Regions from separate parts of the Mus musculus genome. Here all the other regions are linked to region 1. A link is a contact called in public HiChIP or PLAC-seq data. All regions are on one chromosome and are shown on one strand. Each heading gives the region's core, a stretch centred on a gene start, on an enhancer-like site or on the middle of the called end of the contact. The rest is flanking DNA. Distances are from core to core; before and after follow the strand shown. Region 1 has its middle 11 kb from the start of Gm36223. Region 2 has its middle 70 kb from the start of Gm30032. Region 3 overlaps Gm30032 (a long non-coding RNA gene).

Region 1 (4,912 bases), core at 1,324-3,823:
AGCTGGGTAAGGTTGTGAGGCAGCTTGAGACAGACAGAAGAGGAATGAAGACACAGAACTTGGTCACCCACCCCTCCCCCACTTCCAGATCACTCAGATCATACTCCTCCCAGAAAGGCTCTGAGAGGTCCTTACATGGCCCCCAGGGGCCAGGTCACGCAAGGCTTTACAAGAGGCTAAATTTAAAACTGCAACCCAGACCTCAGGACAGGGGAAAAACACTTGGAGGAGGGGGACCATGGGTGAGGCCAGAGCTTCAGGCATCTGCCCAGGCCCTCAGAGTCACCCAAGGGACACGGTTCTAATGTGCCCAGGGAGTGTTTCTGTAACAACCACAAGTCTTGGCCAGACCACCTGGCTGTCACCTGGAGCTCTCTGGTCCCTGCCTGGAGTCATTGTTGAGGAGGAAAGAGACCTCCAGAGGGCCAGGACTAATGTTCCTGCAGAGGAACAAAGCATGCTGCTGTAAAGCACTCACTCACAGATTAAGGTAGGACTCAATCCCATGAACACAGACAGGAAATGTCCAGAGCAGGCATACACATGCACCTCGTAGGTGTCTCTGGTCTTCTGAGTTATTGCACAGGAATCTTTCACATGCAGCACACATGGTACAGAAAAAGCAAGCCAGTCCATCCCAGCTACATATGTGTACATGCATGTGTGGAAGAGAACAGCACATGGCTGCTCACATAGGACAAGAGACCTCACTTGCAACACACACATATACCACATACATTCACACATGTATGCACAAATATAAACAGATACACACATGCAGACACACATACACTCACACATACTTCCACATATATAGACATGCACTTGCATACATATATACATTCACACACATATACATACATATAGTCACATACACTACACTCACACACTCACTTACACATAAATACATACACACTCATGTATACACATATGCATATATATGCTCACACACATACAAATACGCACATACACTTACACACATATATATGCCTACACAAACATATACATACATACACTCATGTACACACATACACACATATACATATACACATATACTTACATAGACACATACTAACCCATGTATACACATACACTTATGTACATACATATACATATATACATACAAACATTTATACATACCAACATATATACACACAAATATATACATATATACATTCACACACATATACTTACACACATATATATATACAAACACACACTCACACTTATAGTACACACTCATGCACACACATATGCATACATATATGTATATACTCACACAAATATATACTTAAACATACATGCACATACACTCATGCACACACATATACATATATACATACACACACATATACACAGACATACATGCACATACACTCACACATACATAGTTACACATACATACACATGCACTCATGCACACACATACACATATATACATACACACATATACACATATATACTCAAACATACACTCATGCACACACATACACATGCACTCATGCATACACATATATACATACAGAAACACATATACACATACATGCATATGAACACACACACACATACTTCTTGTACCATGCTGTCATCTAGAACCTAGAAGAGGAAAGAGTTTTGGTGTGTACTGAAGAGCCAAGATAGAATTCTGAGTGGATCAGAACAGAGACCAAAGAGAGTCATGTAGTCAGAAACAGGGTGCAGGTTTTAATGTGACCACCCCAAGTGACCTCAACAATCTTGCTTACAGAAGGTCTGCTGGAACAGGAATGGTGCCAGGGGCTCCTCAGTGAGCAGTAGTGTGGAAGGAGAGGACAACAAAGCATGGGCCGAAGACTGTCCTTGGGCCTCCATGTCCTCATCTGTAAAATGGGCATAGATGCAAGGCACAAAGGACATCAGGGCTGGGCCAGGTGCTAGACTCATTCCATACAGTGAAATCAGACCAGAGCAAATGGAACCAGCTTCTGGTGGTAGAGTCTACCACCCTGGGAAAACTGAGGCCCAGAGACAGAGGTTAGATGGATACAAGCTGATCTCACAAAGGAGGGAATGGCAGGCAAGCCTTCTGCTTATATTTGACAGCTGTGTCACCCCCACCAGGGGCCCCAACAGACACAAGAAGGGAGCAAGAGGTGAGGGCCACCAATGGGCCTGCAGCATCCACACCCTTAAGCTCCCCACAAGCTCAGGATGCTACTGAGAAATAGCCATGTCCCAGAGGGGGAAACAGAGGCACACATCTCAGTCACCTGCAGAGATCCCAGAGCCAAGTGTGTGACAAGGCTGGGCCTGCAGCCAGTGCTGACACTTCTGGGATCCCTCTGCAGCCGGCCCGGCCCTCTGTCACTAGCTTCCCTAGTGTCCAACTCCAGACAGTGGTGTTTCCTCCCTTCCTGCCCAGATGGTGACTGTCGCTTTGTCCTGAGGGTGTCCTCCTTTTGCTCTGCTTTCTCTGGCTTTCTTTCTTTCTTTCTCTCCCCCAGCCGCAATTGGAAGGACAGAGAAGCAATTCCCTGGATGGCAGGAGCAAACAAAAGGGGCGGCTGTCAGCTAGTCCCAGGGCCCTGCCACCCAGAGCTGGGGATATGGAAATGAGCTGGTGCATATGCAAATGAGACTCCTGGTGATTTGCATGGGGCTGCAGAATAAAGTGGAAGAAGGCGGTGGGAGGCTGTCAAGTTCTGCCAGCCCCTCCGTGGGGCCTCTTCTTGGTACTTGGCCTCTGCAGATAACCTCCCTAGGGACAGCCTCTCTGAATGCTGGTCCTTTACAGTACGAAGGATCTGGGCAGCTGTAGGGCTTCCTCCTTCCTATCTGGGTAAATAAATCGAATTTTCTGTTTATTGCCTCGTTGTGCCAACATGCTGCTGGTTGGGTGTTTTATGAAATGCAGAGAGAAGTCTGAGATGGTGCTTAGTGAAATGGTGGACCATGAGGGACACTCAGAGCAGGTGCTATAGACAGCAAATATACAGAGGAGCCTCCTCCTGCCCAGGCTGAGAATCCAAGGCAGCTTTGATGTGCTCTGGATGATGTGTGTGCAGAGTACTGGGGCAGGGGTGGGGGGAGTCAGGCTCCAAGGGCCCTCTCAGCAGGGCCTGGCTGGGTGGAGGATGGGTAAGGGGATGAAAGAGAAAAATAAATAAGGAAAAGAGCTTGAAGGATGGCTGGATGCATGGGTGCAGAGATGCTCGGATGATCAAACACCATGGCCAAAGCAACATGGGGAGCCAAGGTTTATTTGGCTTAGGCTTCCACATCACTGTTCATCCCCAAAAGCAATAACAGCAGGAACCTGGAGGCAGGAGCTGATGCAGAGGCCATGGAAGGGTGCTGCTTACTGACTTGCTCCTCATGGCTTGCTTATCCTACTTTCTGATAGAACCCAGGACTGCCAGGCCAGGACAATACTGCCCACAAGGCTGAACTCCCAGGGTTTGTCCCAGGCTCTTGACTTGAAAATGGGTCTGGCAATCCCAATCCCAAGGACCTCTCTGCTAGTAGCTCAGCGGAGACAAAGAGGAGCACAGGCTTCCTCAGCACCCTACACAAAGAGCATAAATGCCTAAGTGTGTAAGCTGGCCTTTTCTGTCAGTGAGCCAAGATCATCAGTGAGATGCCCGGAGGCTCACAGGAAAGCATGGATACTTTCTCCTTAGTGAGATAAAATACTTGACAAAGGCAACGTAAAAGAGAAAGGATGTATTTCAACTCACAGGTCCAGAGGGATACAGTGTATTGTCGCAAGGAAGGCCTGGTGGCTGGAACAGGAGGCTGGTTGGTCACATGACATCCACAGTCCAAATACACAGAGAGGAATATTGCTGCTCAACTCCCTCTCTCCATTCCTGTAGTCCAGGACTCCAATCAGGCAAAGGTGGCACCCACAGCGAGTAGATCTTCCCACCTCAGTTAATGTAATTGAGATAATCCCTATAGGCATACCCAGAGGCCCACCTCCCAGGTGATTCTAGATTCTGTTAAACTGGCAACTAGCACTGGCCATCACAGTGGGTGTATAACCCTGGCACAAGATGAAGTTATTATCCACACTGTGTCTACATAGAATATAACATCAGGACACAGCTGCTGCTCCAGCCATGTGCTGAACAGTTTTGTATCAACTTGACATAAAGCTAAAGTGATCTGAGAGGAGAAAGCCTGGAGTAAGAAAATGCATCCGTGAGCCAGCACTTGGGAGGCAGAGACGGTGTACCTCTGTGAGTTCAAGGCCAGCTTGGTCTACAGAGAGAGTTCCAGGAGAGCCAGGGCTACAGGGAGAAACTCTAGGGGAAGGAGAGTGTAGACACAAAACAAAACAAAACAAAACAAAACAAAACAAAACAAAACAAAACCAAACACAAAACCAAACAAACAAAAAATGCCTCCATTAAGATTAGCCTGTAGGCAAGCCTATAGGGAATTTTCTTAATTATTGATTGATGGGGGAGGGCCCAGCCCATTGTGGGTGGAGCCAACCCTGGGCTGGTGGTCCTGGGTTCTATAAGAAAGCAGGCTGAGCAAGCCATGGGGAGCAAGCCAGTAAGCAGCACCCCTCCATGGCCTCTGCATCAGCTCCTGCCTCCAGGTTCCTGCCCTGCTTGAGTTTCCACCCTGACTTCCTTCAGTGATGGACTATGATGTGGAAGTACAAGCTAAACAAACCCTTTCTCCCTAAGTTGCTTTGGTCATGGTATTCACCACGACAATAGTAACCCTAAGACACTTCTGCAGCAGCCCCTCCCCTCACACGGATACTGACAGGTACCTACTGAGACACTGTCTGTGAAGCCCAAGCTAACAGAATCTCAGGACCTGTCTTCAATACCACAGGGTAGTGAAGACACCACACACACGGCTCCCCACCCCTACCCTGCCTCCTACCTGGGAATCAGAGAGCCTGTCTGTAGAC
Region 2 (4,938 bases), core at 2,291-4,790, 530 kb before region 1:
ATCTACTTCATTATGAGTAGCATAGCTTTTACCCTCTCCATGAGTCACCCAGGGTGGTTAATGTAGACAAGACTGTTAATTTCTATTTCTAAAGAGCATGGAATTATTTCACTTGAGAACGTCAGTGGCTGCACATGGTACGTGCCAGGGCTGGTGTATCTTATAGATGTTGCTTAACTTAAACCTTATTAGATCCTACTTTACATAAAAAGGAAACAAAGATTCAGAGAGGTAGAGACAGTTGCCTGAGGCGACACAGCCCAGGTTTTCAGCAGCTGGGATCAGAACCCAGGAGTATCTTATAACACAGTTACGGAGTACTAATCGTTGGATTTTCTGATACAGGGACTGGGTTTTGACAGCCATTGTCCTGCTAGGTAGGTGGGAGAGATATGAGTGTCCATATCTGCTACTGCCACCTCTGTCTTCTCTCTCCATAGAGCCCTGTCTCATAAAAAAGGCAGTAGTGTTTCTTTCTCTGCTGTAGCATGGCAGGTTTCTGGAGAAATGCCCTTAGATTCATTTAAAAGTCTAAGCAGGGACCACACAAATTATTAGCATTTGAAATATTTATAAAGTCTTGTGTTTGCCACGGCATAGGAGGAGGTCTACCACAAATAACAAAAAACCTCAGTGTACCCTGAGCTGGGCTGGGCGCGGGACACAGGGTGGGACACAGGGTGGGAAGGAAGCTTGTCTGCCTGCTATGTCTGGGTTTCCAAGTCTGCCTCACAGCAGGTGAGTAGTCTTCCTGCAGACACCGAGGCTCTCCCCACAGCTCCACCTAAGTGGTTGCCCAGACAGGATGAAGGATGTAGATTTCTGCTTTAGAAACGCGTTGGCTATCCCAAAATGTTTTCAGAATTAAGGTACCATACAGCAGAAATATGCAGCCTGGGTGCACTGTGAGGGGAGGAGGCAGGTACTTCCCAGACCTGACAGATGGGACAACTGAGGCCCAGGCCACGAGGTCTGATGTTGGTCACTGAATAGACAGGAGTTCACATCTGGCTCTGTCTCATCCCAGGTCCTGGTCTCCCTGGAGATCACTTTAATATGTGTTATAGAAATGACTTGAGAATGTGTGTGGCTCTGATTCATTTATTCATATTTTGTGTTTGTGAAAGTCCATTCATTCATTCATTCATTCATTCATTTATTCACCCATCCATTCTTTTGCTCCTGGATTCATTCATTGTACCATGGCAGAACATGGTCACTGACCTAGTCAAAGTGGATCAGAGATCTCCTTTGCTTGCAGATGACCCTGGGAGGGACTGGGCCACCAGAGTGTCATACAGCTGGAGAAGACAGGACACCAGCTGTAAGGCCACAGCCCCTAAAATGCCATTGCACAGGGACCTAGAGCTGTCTCAGCTCCATGTGTGGTCAACCTGGTGATTGCTCCAGCTAGAGAGCGCCAACCCACAGAGACCTGAGACACAAAGAAAGTGGACATTGCACAAATGTGCCAGGAAATGTGAGGTGGTATGGATGAGCCTGGAGAGTGGAAAACCACCTGAGCCAATCAGATTTCTCCTTCCAAAATGCAGACCTGGGAAGCTGTCCCACACTTGAGCTGTTGGCTAGGTATTGGAGCCTTCATGTTCTGAAAGTGGGGGCAGGGTGTGAAGCAAGTATCTTTAAAGTCACTAAGATACAAAGTGTTAAAGTCACTAAGATACAAAGTATCTGTGAAGAGCACACCAGGCCTGCTGTGTAGGGGAATGGGCCCAAGAGTAAGAACCAAGGCCCCTGACGCCCTCAGAGCTTTTCTTCTGGTTGGGTGTCTGGAAAGGTGGGAGCAAGATCAGTCCACTGGGTGGTGACAGACACGAACGAACACATTTATCAGAGAAATTCCACAGCATGCTTCACGGAGGGTGCCTGATGCTGAGGGCTTTTTTTTTTTAATTTTTATTTTAATTGACGTGTAATGATTATGCATACTCGTGTCATACCGTGTGGTGTTTTGATACATGCGTGTCACGCATAACGATGGAGCCAGGGTGATCAGCATCTTCATCACATCAGACATCTGTCATCTTTGTGTGCTCATGTCCTGTCCTGGCTGAGGCGGGGTAGGGTGATCTACCGTTGTGAGCTGTGGTTACCCCAAGGACTTAGTCTTCCTGTTGCTCCAGTCTCCAGCATCCCCCATCCCTGACAAGATGTCTGTCTTCACAGATGAGGAAACAGATGACCGGAGGGCTGAACCTTTATAATTCCTAGGCACCTTTGCTGGTGTCCAGCCCCTCGAACAGCCCACAGTGTCTCCTCCTGGAGCACCCTCCAATGGGCAGATGGGTCAGGTCCCTTCCTTCTTTGCCCATCATTAATTTTGTGATATGAAAGAGGGGGTACTGACCCTCTCCAGTCCTCACCCATGCTCTGCCAAGCATAAGCCTGGACCCACCCATGTGTCGATGCCCTCTTGTTGGCCAAGTGGTTCTGGGATAGTGAGAGGACCCTAGATCACTCAACCTTCCACTTACCCTGGGACTTTGGTCGAGAGTCTCTCTCTCTCTCTCTCTCTCTCTCTCTCTCTCTCTCTCTCTCTCTCTCTCTCTCTCTCTCTCCTGCTCTCCTCTCCAGCTTTCACTGTCTCCTTACATGAAGATGATGACATGAGCTTACTCTGCTGTGAGACTTGGCCCTGTGCCCAGCTTGGGGGAAGCACCAGTCAGGTTGGTGGGGATAGTCATGTCCTCCTGCCTACAATGAGGAACACCGAGCTCCTCAGCGCTGGTCTTCCAGGGCCCCAGCCTCTGAGTCAGAGCCGGGTATGAAGAAGGAACAATTTTCTGACCCTGCGTTCAGGCTGCCAGAGCCATTTAGGGGTGTCAGACAAGGAGTAGCCCCTAACACCCAAGCTGCCTAGGTGGTGGCCGGCGTTGGGGTGGCTTCCTCTGACCTTAAACCCTAACGCTCCTGCCCACATCTGCAGCTAAATAAACCAAGTAATCATGCTGGCAGATAGATAATTAAATAATTATCAGGCACTTAATAACGAGGAGTGGGAGCCCTGCCTCTCCGCATTAGACAGTGTCTTTGAGGGCTAATTGTTGCATTACATCAGAGTCCCCTCATTCATTACTCTTGTCATTTCGGGTGATAATTTGCACTTTAGGAGACAGCGACAATTTTAGCAGGCAATTAGAGACGTGTCAGGCCTGGCCCTGTGAGTTACTGTCACAATTATTGCCCTCCCCCCCACACCCCACCGTCCTCATTTGCAACCATGTATTTAAGGGGATTTGGGTAATTCTAGGTCTGGGTAAAACAGCCAACCCATGGGACGGTGGAAGGTCTGGGGATCGGGCAGATACCAGTACCAGAGCAGGGGAGGGATGCTGTACACAGATCTGCAGGGATGGGGCTTCTCGTTGGTGGACAGAAACTGCATCTAGTCGCCCATCAGTGGGGTTCTCCTTCCCTGGTGGCTCTTGATGTTCTTCCACCCTTCCCGGGCATCTTTCTCAGCTCTTTTATAACCGCTTGAGTGCACGTGATTAAGATCTCTTTGCAAGTCTCTGAGAGGCAGGAGAGAATCAGAATGGGCGGAGGAAAGAGGAACGGAGACAGGGAACTGGGAAGTATTCACTAGGGTTTTTAAACCGTAATTTTATTTTCTGTGTTTTGGCATCTTGGGGACTGTTGGGCCTGGGGATAGACTGCTCTTTCCAGATCAGCTGGTTTCTACAGACAGGGGCAAACCAGCTGGATCCCAGCACGACCCCACCCACCTGCTCACTTTACCAGGATTCTACCACCTGGGGGGCCTTGTCCTCAACCGGGAGTCAGCCTGCGCTGAGTCATCCTGAGCCTTACTTACTTAGCTGGGGTTTCTGTTGCTGTGCTGAAACATGGTGGCTAAAAGCAACTTGTGAAGGGGAAGGGCTTATTTTACCTTACACTTTTCTGCATCATGGTTCATCACTGAGGTAAGTCAGCAGGGACTCAAGGCTGGACCCTGGAGGCAGGAGATGAAGTGACACCATAGAAGAATGCTGCTTATTGGCATGCTCCCCATGGCTTGCTCATGCTTTCTTATACCACCCAGGATTCCCTACCCAGGGATGGCGTAATCTACAGAGGGCTGCTCCCTCCCTCCCACATCAATCATCGATCAAGAAAATACCCTATATCCTTGCCCACAGGCCAGTCCTATGGAGAAAGTTCTCAGTTATGATTCCCATTTTCCAGATTAGTCTAGGTTTGTCTCAAGTTGACATAAAAGTAGCTAGCACAGATGGGCAGTGGGTAACCCAGGACTGCCCCTACCTAAAGTTCACTGAAGCTACCAAATAGGCAGCCCGCTATCTACTTGCAGATCTAGACCTCCTCCCACCATGCTATGGCAGAAAGCTCTGATCCATATTCATCCTTGCTTTCTGCCTCCAGCAGACTCCAGTGCCTCCCGGACTGGAACCCGCAGGTGCAGACACTCCCTGGGTGTTTGGGGACTGTGCCTCTGTAGAACACTGCTTATCTCTTGGTCCCCTTGGCAGGAAGAGGAGAGAGGGGGGAGGAGAGAGGGAGTAGAGGGGGAAAGGAGAGAGGAAAGAAGAGGAGAGAGGGAGGAAGAGGAGAGAGGGTAGGGGAGAAGGAGCAAGAAACAGGGAAGGGAAGAGAGGGAGAGAGGAAGAGAAACACACACAGGGGTGGGGCAAGAGAAACAGAGCTGGGAGGGCAGAGAAAGGGCGATACTCAAAAGTTGTGTTTGAGAGCAATACGTTTTCACTGACTCCTCATCATTAAAGCCCGGTGCCTGGGTTTATGACTTCCTTGATCCTGAGAAACTCCACAAGACCATGAGTTAGCAAAACATATTTTGACTGGCTACAGGAGACTCAGAGGAAAAAGCACTGTCACACTCAAGTGCAAAATTCCACAAAAAAAGAGGAATTGAAACTGTAGCCACCACCTTGCAACTAT
Region 3 (4,355 bases), core at 1,802-4,301, 590 kb before region 1:
GGTGGGCAGGGAGGGGAAAGTTAGATTGAGAGCAGGCTGCTGTGGAGAGAGGCATGGGCAGGGAGAAGGTTAGACCGAGAGTGGGCTGCTGTGGGGGGGATGCGTGGGCAGAGAAGAGGTTAGACTGAGAGTGGGCTGCTGTGGGGGTACTGCGTGGGTAGGGAGGAGGAGGTTAGATTGAGAGTGGGCTGCTTGTTGGGGGGGATGCATGGGCAGGGAGGAGAAGGTTAGACTGAGAGTGGGCAGGGAGGAGGAGGTTAGAAGGGGAACGGATCGCTGTTGAGGATGGAGGGGCAGGGAGGAAGTTCGAAGACCCGAGCTAGAGAATGGGCCTGGGCATCACTTCCGAGGGAGAGGCAGTGGCCACCAGGCTTCAGTCAGGGTATTCTTGCTTACTCTGTAGGCTTGACCTAAGGAGCGGCCACTAGGTCCGTTCCCCCACTTACAAGTGCAATATGGTGCTCGCCTGAGTCTGGATTTTAGACCTGGCTATTGCTGGGAATCAGGAAGAACACAGCTGTTGTCATTAAGGGTGTGAGAGCAAGGAGTAGAATTGGGTATGCTCAGGACTTCATGGAGGTCAAGTTGACTGGTGGAGTGGATGCTGAGAGACAGGAGATAGGAGCCAAGGACAGTGGTGAATGTTCATGTTGCTGTGTGACCTTAGGCAGCTTGTACAACCTCTGATCCTCCGCTTCTTCATCTTCTGGTGGATGGAATAGCGTTAGACGTGTTTGGACAATAAAATCAAGAATTTAATTATTTAGTTATCTTTAACTCTTGGCCATGCCAATGGGCAGCCGAGTTAGGCCTCTTTTCCAGTCTCTATGCTTTGTAGCTGGGTAAACTGAGGCCCAGGGAAGAGATGAGACTTGCAGATGGACGTGCGACCAATTGATGGGAAACTGGAACCCTGGATTCTAGCTGGTTATCACAGGTTGCCTGCAGTGAGATTCTTGGTTTCTTAACGAACACAGAAATGTTATGGGAATGTGTTTTTGTTATAATCCCAGGTGTAGGACATGGGGTGGCTTTGGGCTGTCTGCAGCAGCTGACTGTGATTTGCCTCGTGCTCTGGCAGCGGCATGATTTTGCTAGCTACAGATTCTTTTGCAAATGTATGACATTTGGAATTCTGGGGACTCTTGAGTGGGTGCAAAAATGCTAGAGCCCTGAGAGGGGCTGTGATGGGGGATGTTGCTGCCACTCCTCCTCTTCCTCCTCCTTCTGCTCCTCCCCCATTCTTGCTCCTTCCGCTCCCCTTGCTCCTTCTGCTCCTCCTCCTGCTTCTCCTCTTGCTCTCCCTGCTCCCCCTCTTGCTCCTTCTGCTCCTCCTGCTCCTCTTCTTGCTGCTCCCCCTGCTCCTTCTCCTCCTGCTGGTTGCTGGTATCCTGAAGATGAAGATCAAACTTGCCCCAAGGATGCCCCTAATCAGCAGGAAGCAGCTTAACTTGATATGGACACCTCCTTTCTCCTCCAACCTTCTTCCTCTCTTACCTAGTGTTGGGGGATTGGAAGGGATAAGGGTGGAGCAAGGCGTTAGAAAAAGGAAACGCATAAAGGGAACCCTTGGCCATCAGTGGAGCCCACAGGTGAGTTCTAGGAACTAGAATGGGGTGGGTGTGGGGTGGGTGGGAAGGTGGGTAGACACTGCAGCATGCAGGAATGGTGGGGTGGGGGAGGGGCAGAGTCAGAAAGTGGAAGTCAGGGAAGGCCCCAAGCTTGGCCACTGGTATCCTGCTGTGCAATTTTGGGCACATCACATGATTTCTCTGATCCTTGCCTTCCAGGGCTGGGACTGGGAGCCTTCAGCACAGGATGGGATGGAAGTGTGGTTATCAGGTGAGGTACCTCACTGAGTCTGGTACCCACTGGCCATAGCAGGTATGTCAACGCTGCCGACATGCAGTGGTGACCCGTGAGGGTGGGCTCTGGAGTCATGTGGACTGGGTTCAAACTTCGCTTCTTGGCTGTGAGAATTTAGGCAGCCTTCTGCTGCTGGAGCCCATGTCCCTGACTGGCAGGGTGGGGTCTGGTCCTTCACTGCCCTGTGTGGATGGTTTATGGATATGAGAAAGCCCCATGCATCAGGTGTACACTCAGACCATGGACTGCTTAGAATTCACAGGGAGTTGAAAGTCAGTACCAGGCAGGCCATAGGCTCTTAGCAGCTGTCAGGTATGTGTGTGTGTGTGTGTGTGTGTGTGTGTGTGTGTGTGTGTGTTTGTTGGGTGGGCATCAGGCTGTGTCTGCCAAGTGGGTGGTCATGGGGTTTGGAGGGTGATGTGAGAGTGTTTCTAAAACGATCTCCTCCCAAGCTTGCTAACTTACTGTGTGACCTTGGGCCAGCCCCTCAACCTCTCTGGACCCTGCTCCCTTGTGTGTAAATCCTGGAAAGGTTTACTTAAGTGCTAAGGTTTTGTTTGTTTGTTTGTTTGTTTGTTTTCTTCTTCAGAGCCTTAAAAAAAAATCGATGGTTATAAAGGTTTGTGGTTAGCGAGAACCATCTGCCCCAGGCAAAGACCAGACCCTCCCCAACCTTTCAGGCAGAAATAAAACAACAAGCAGCCGGTTTTGCAAATTGCCATCTCGGAGGTCGTAAGCACTGGTATCTGCTTTTGTGCGCGACTTGATTGAAATTCTTCTGCGATGGCGGGTGTCCCCACCATCAGTGCCTTAATTAGAAATGAGGACAGTCACATCGGCATAAATTAAATCAGACTAAAGATGATTAACAAAGTAAATGCAAGGAATCATTAAATTAAACCATTGTGCCAGGTCCTCTGCCTATCTATCACAAATTTGGGCTGCTAATGAGGGTCTTAATTAGTAAGTTAGGTCGAAATAATTCATGCCAGTCACTCAGAGGCAGACCCCCTTTCCTCCTCTGCATCTTACCCGGTCTTTCTGCTTCCAGCTCCGAATGCAAATGCATCGGGCCGTGGACCACGGACGGACATCGCTGACAAATGACATCATTCTCCCATGATCAAACCCTCCTGGCACTGGATGTGTTTGCTGTGATGCCTGGGGCGAGGCCCCGTTCGCCACAAGGGGCGAGATTAGTCCTAACACAACTGGACTGCAGATAGATGAGACCTGGTTCTGGATTCATCAGCTGGGAGGCAGAAGAGTGAGGGCTGCAGACAGGAGACTTGAGGGGTCATAGAGTGGCCCAGGGTAGACCTGGGGACTCTGGTGTTGGGTTTTATAAAAAAGAAAGGCAACCCAGGGATACGTTTGGTAGAGGCATGGTATGGTGCAGGGGAAGTGGGTGCCTCTGTGGGTGTGCACCTCTCCCCTGAGGTACCATAGTATAGAATTAGAGTTTAGGGCACAGAGAGGGAAGTTGAGGGGGTAGTAGAGACAGAGAAAGGTAGAGAGAAAGGGTCAGGGAAGGGGGAGAGGGAGAGTAGTAGAGGCTGGCCGTGAACATGGAGAGAGAAGGGAGGGGAGGGGAATGGGAGTAAGGGAGTAAGAGGCTGAGGAGGGGGCAGGCAGCCCCTTTTATACTGAGGCCAGCACACCTGGCTGTTGCCAGGTAACTGTGGGGTGGAGCCTAGAAGAAATGCTAACATCTGGTATCCCAGGATTCCCTGCTCTTCCCAGCTGTGTTCAGCAGATCTGCTCACACTCCCTATCTACTGAGGAAGAATCAGAGAGGTGAATGGACTTGCCTAAGGTCACACACAGAGGCAGAGCCTGACTCAGCAGCCCATCCTGGCTCTACCAGTGATGGCCAGGTGGCTGGGTGGCAGGTGGGCGTGGATGTGTGGTAGGAACTCAGAAGGGAAAGCAGAGTAGACCAATTGAGGATGGGCTGGGGAGATGGAGAGCCTTTGGTGTCAGAGACTTGGCGTGGATATCAGAATCTGCCAGTGATGTCTACTCACCGAGTCTCGGTTTCCTCATCTGTAGTTTGGGTGCAATGAATATCGACTGGTGTGAGCTTTTTGAGGTTTCAGTGATGTCTTGTGAGATGTGTGTAGTGAACGATTCTTCTGTCACCATCCTGGTGGTTGTCTGGGGACTCAGTTAAGCTTTTGGATTGCTATGAACCCTATGAACCCCAATGACTCCTTCATCAAGACGCAGATGGGTTGGGTTCTCCTGCCCTCAGGAACGGGCAATCGGGAAGGCTTGATATTTGAGGTCATCAGACTGTTGGCTGGGACACAGGAGTGATGACGTCCCTGTCACATGGCAGGCTGGCTAGCATCGGTATTATTGGCCATGGAAGCCATCCAGTCAGGGGTGGGTTCCAGGGCACAGTGTGGCTCCAGCTGCTGTTCCTGCCTCAGCTGCTCAAGTCTGAGTGGGTGCTGTGGCCTAGATAATGTCACCTCCACCTTCCC

Evidence for each region. HiChIP or PLAC-seq counts read pairs in DNA pulled down with a chosen protein or histone mark.
Region 2: an H3K4me3 HiChIP or PLAC-seq map of embryonic basal ganglia shows a contact between it and region 1, with 4 times the contacts expected there. The contact joins two enhancer-like sites. A contact is called at or near these places in 1 of 115 datasets of contacts at active chromatin or transcription factors (embryonic basal ganglia) and 2 of 9 other capture datasets (embryonic stem cells and embryonic tail).
Region 3: a contact with region 1 is called in an H3K4me3 HiChIP or PLAC-seq map of embryonic basal ganglia, with 4 times the contacts expected there. The contact joins two enhancer-like sites. A contact is called at or near these places in 1 of 115 datasets of contacts at active chromatin or transcription factors (embryonic basal ganglia) and 1 of 9 other capture datasets (embryonic tail).

What each region holds. Positions count from the first base shown.
Region 1 is chr5:111,517,357-111,522,268 of GRCm38.p6, reverse strand. No RefSeq gene overlaps it. Among named protein-coding and RNA genes, the nearest start is that of Gm36223, 11 kb to the right of the region's middle. Within about 2 kb of position 2,573, at least 50 of the 459 cell types and tissues checked have an H3K27ac peak or open chromatin away from gene starts, as enhancers often do. A contact at or near this core is called in embryonic basal ganglia, where this site is marked.
Region 2 is chr5:112,048,858-112,053,795 of GRCm38.p6, reverse strand. No RefSeq gene overlaps it. Among named protein-coding and RNA genes, the nearest start is that of Gm30032, 70 kb to the left of the region's middle. Within about 2 kb of position 3,540, at least 20 of the 459 cell types and tissues checked have an H3K27ac peak or open chromatin away from gene starts, as enhancers often do. A contact at or near this core is called in embryonic basal ganglia, where this site is marked.
Region 3 is chr5:112,109,072-112,113,426 of GRCm38.p6, reverse strand. It overlaps Gm30032 (a long non-coding RNA gene), which reads left to right. Exons shown (of 4, transcript XR_880589.2): 3 at 1,791-1,884. Among named protein-coding and RNA genes, the nearest start is that of Gm30032, 9.7 kb to the left of the region's middle. Within about 2 kb of position 3,051, at least 29 of the 459 cell types and tissues checked have an H3K27ac peak or open chromatin away from gene starts, as enhancers often do. A contact at or near this core is called in embryonic basal ganglia, where this site is marked.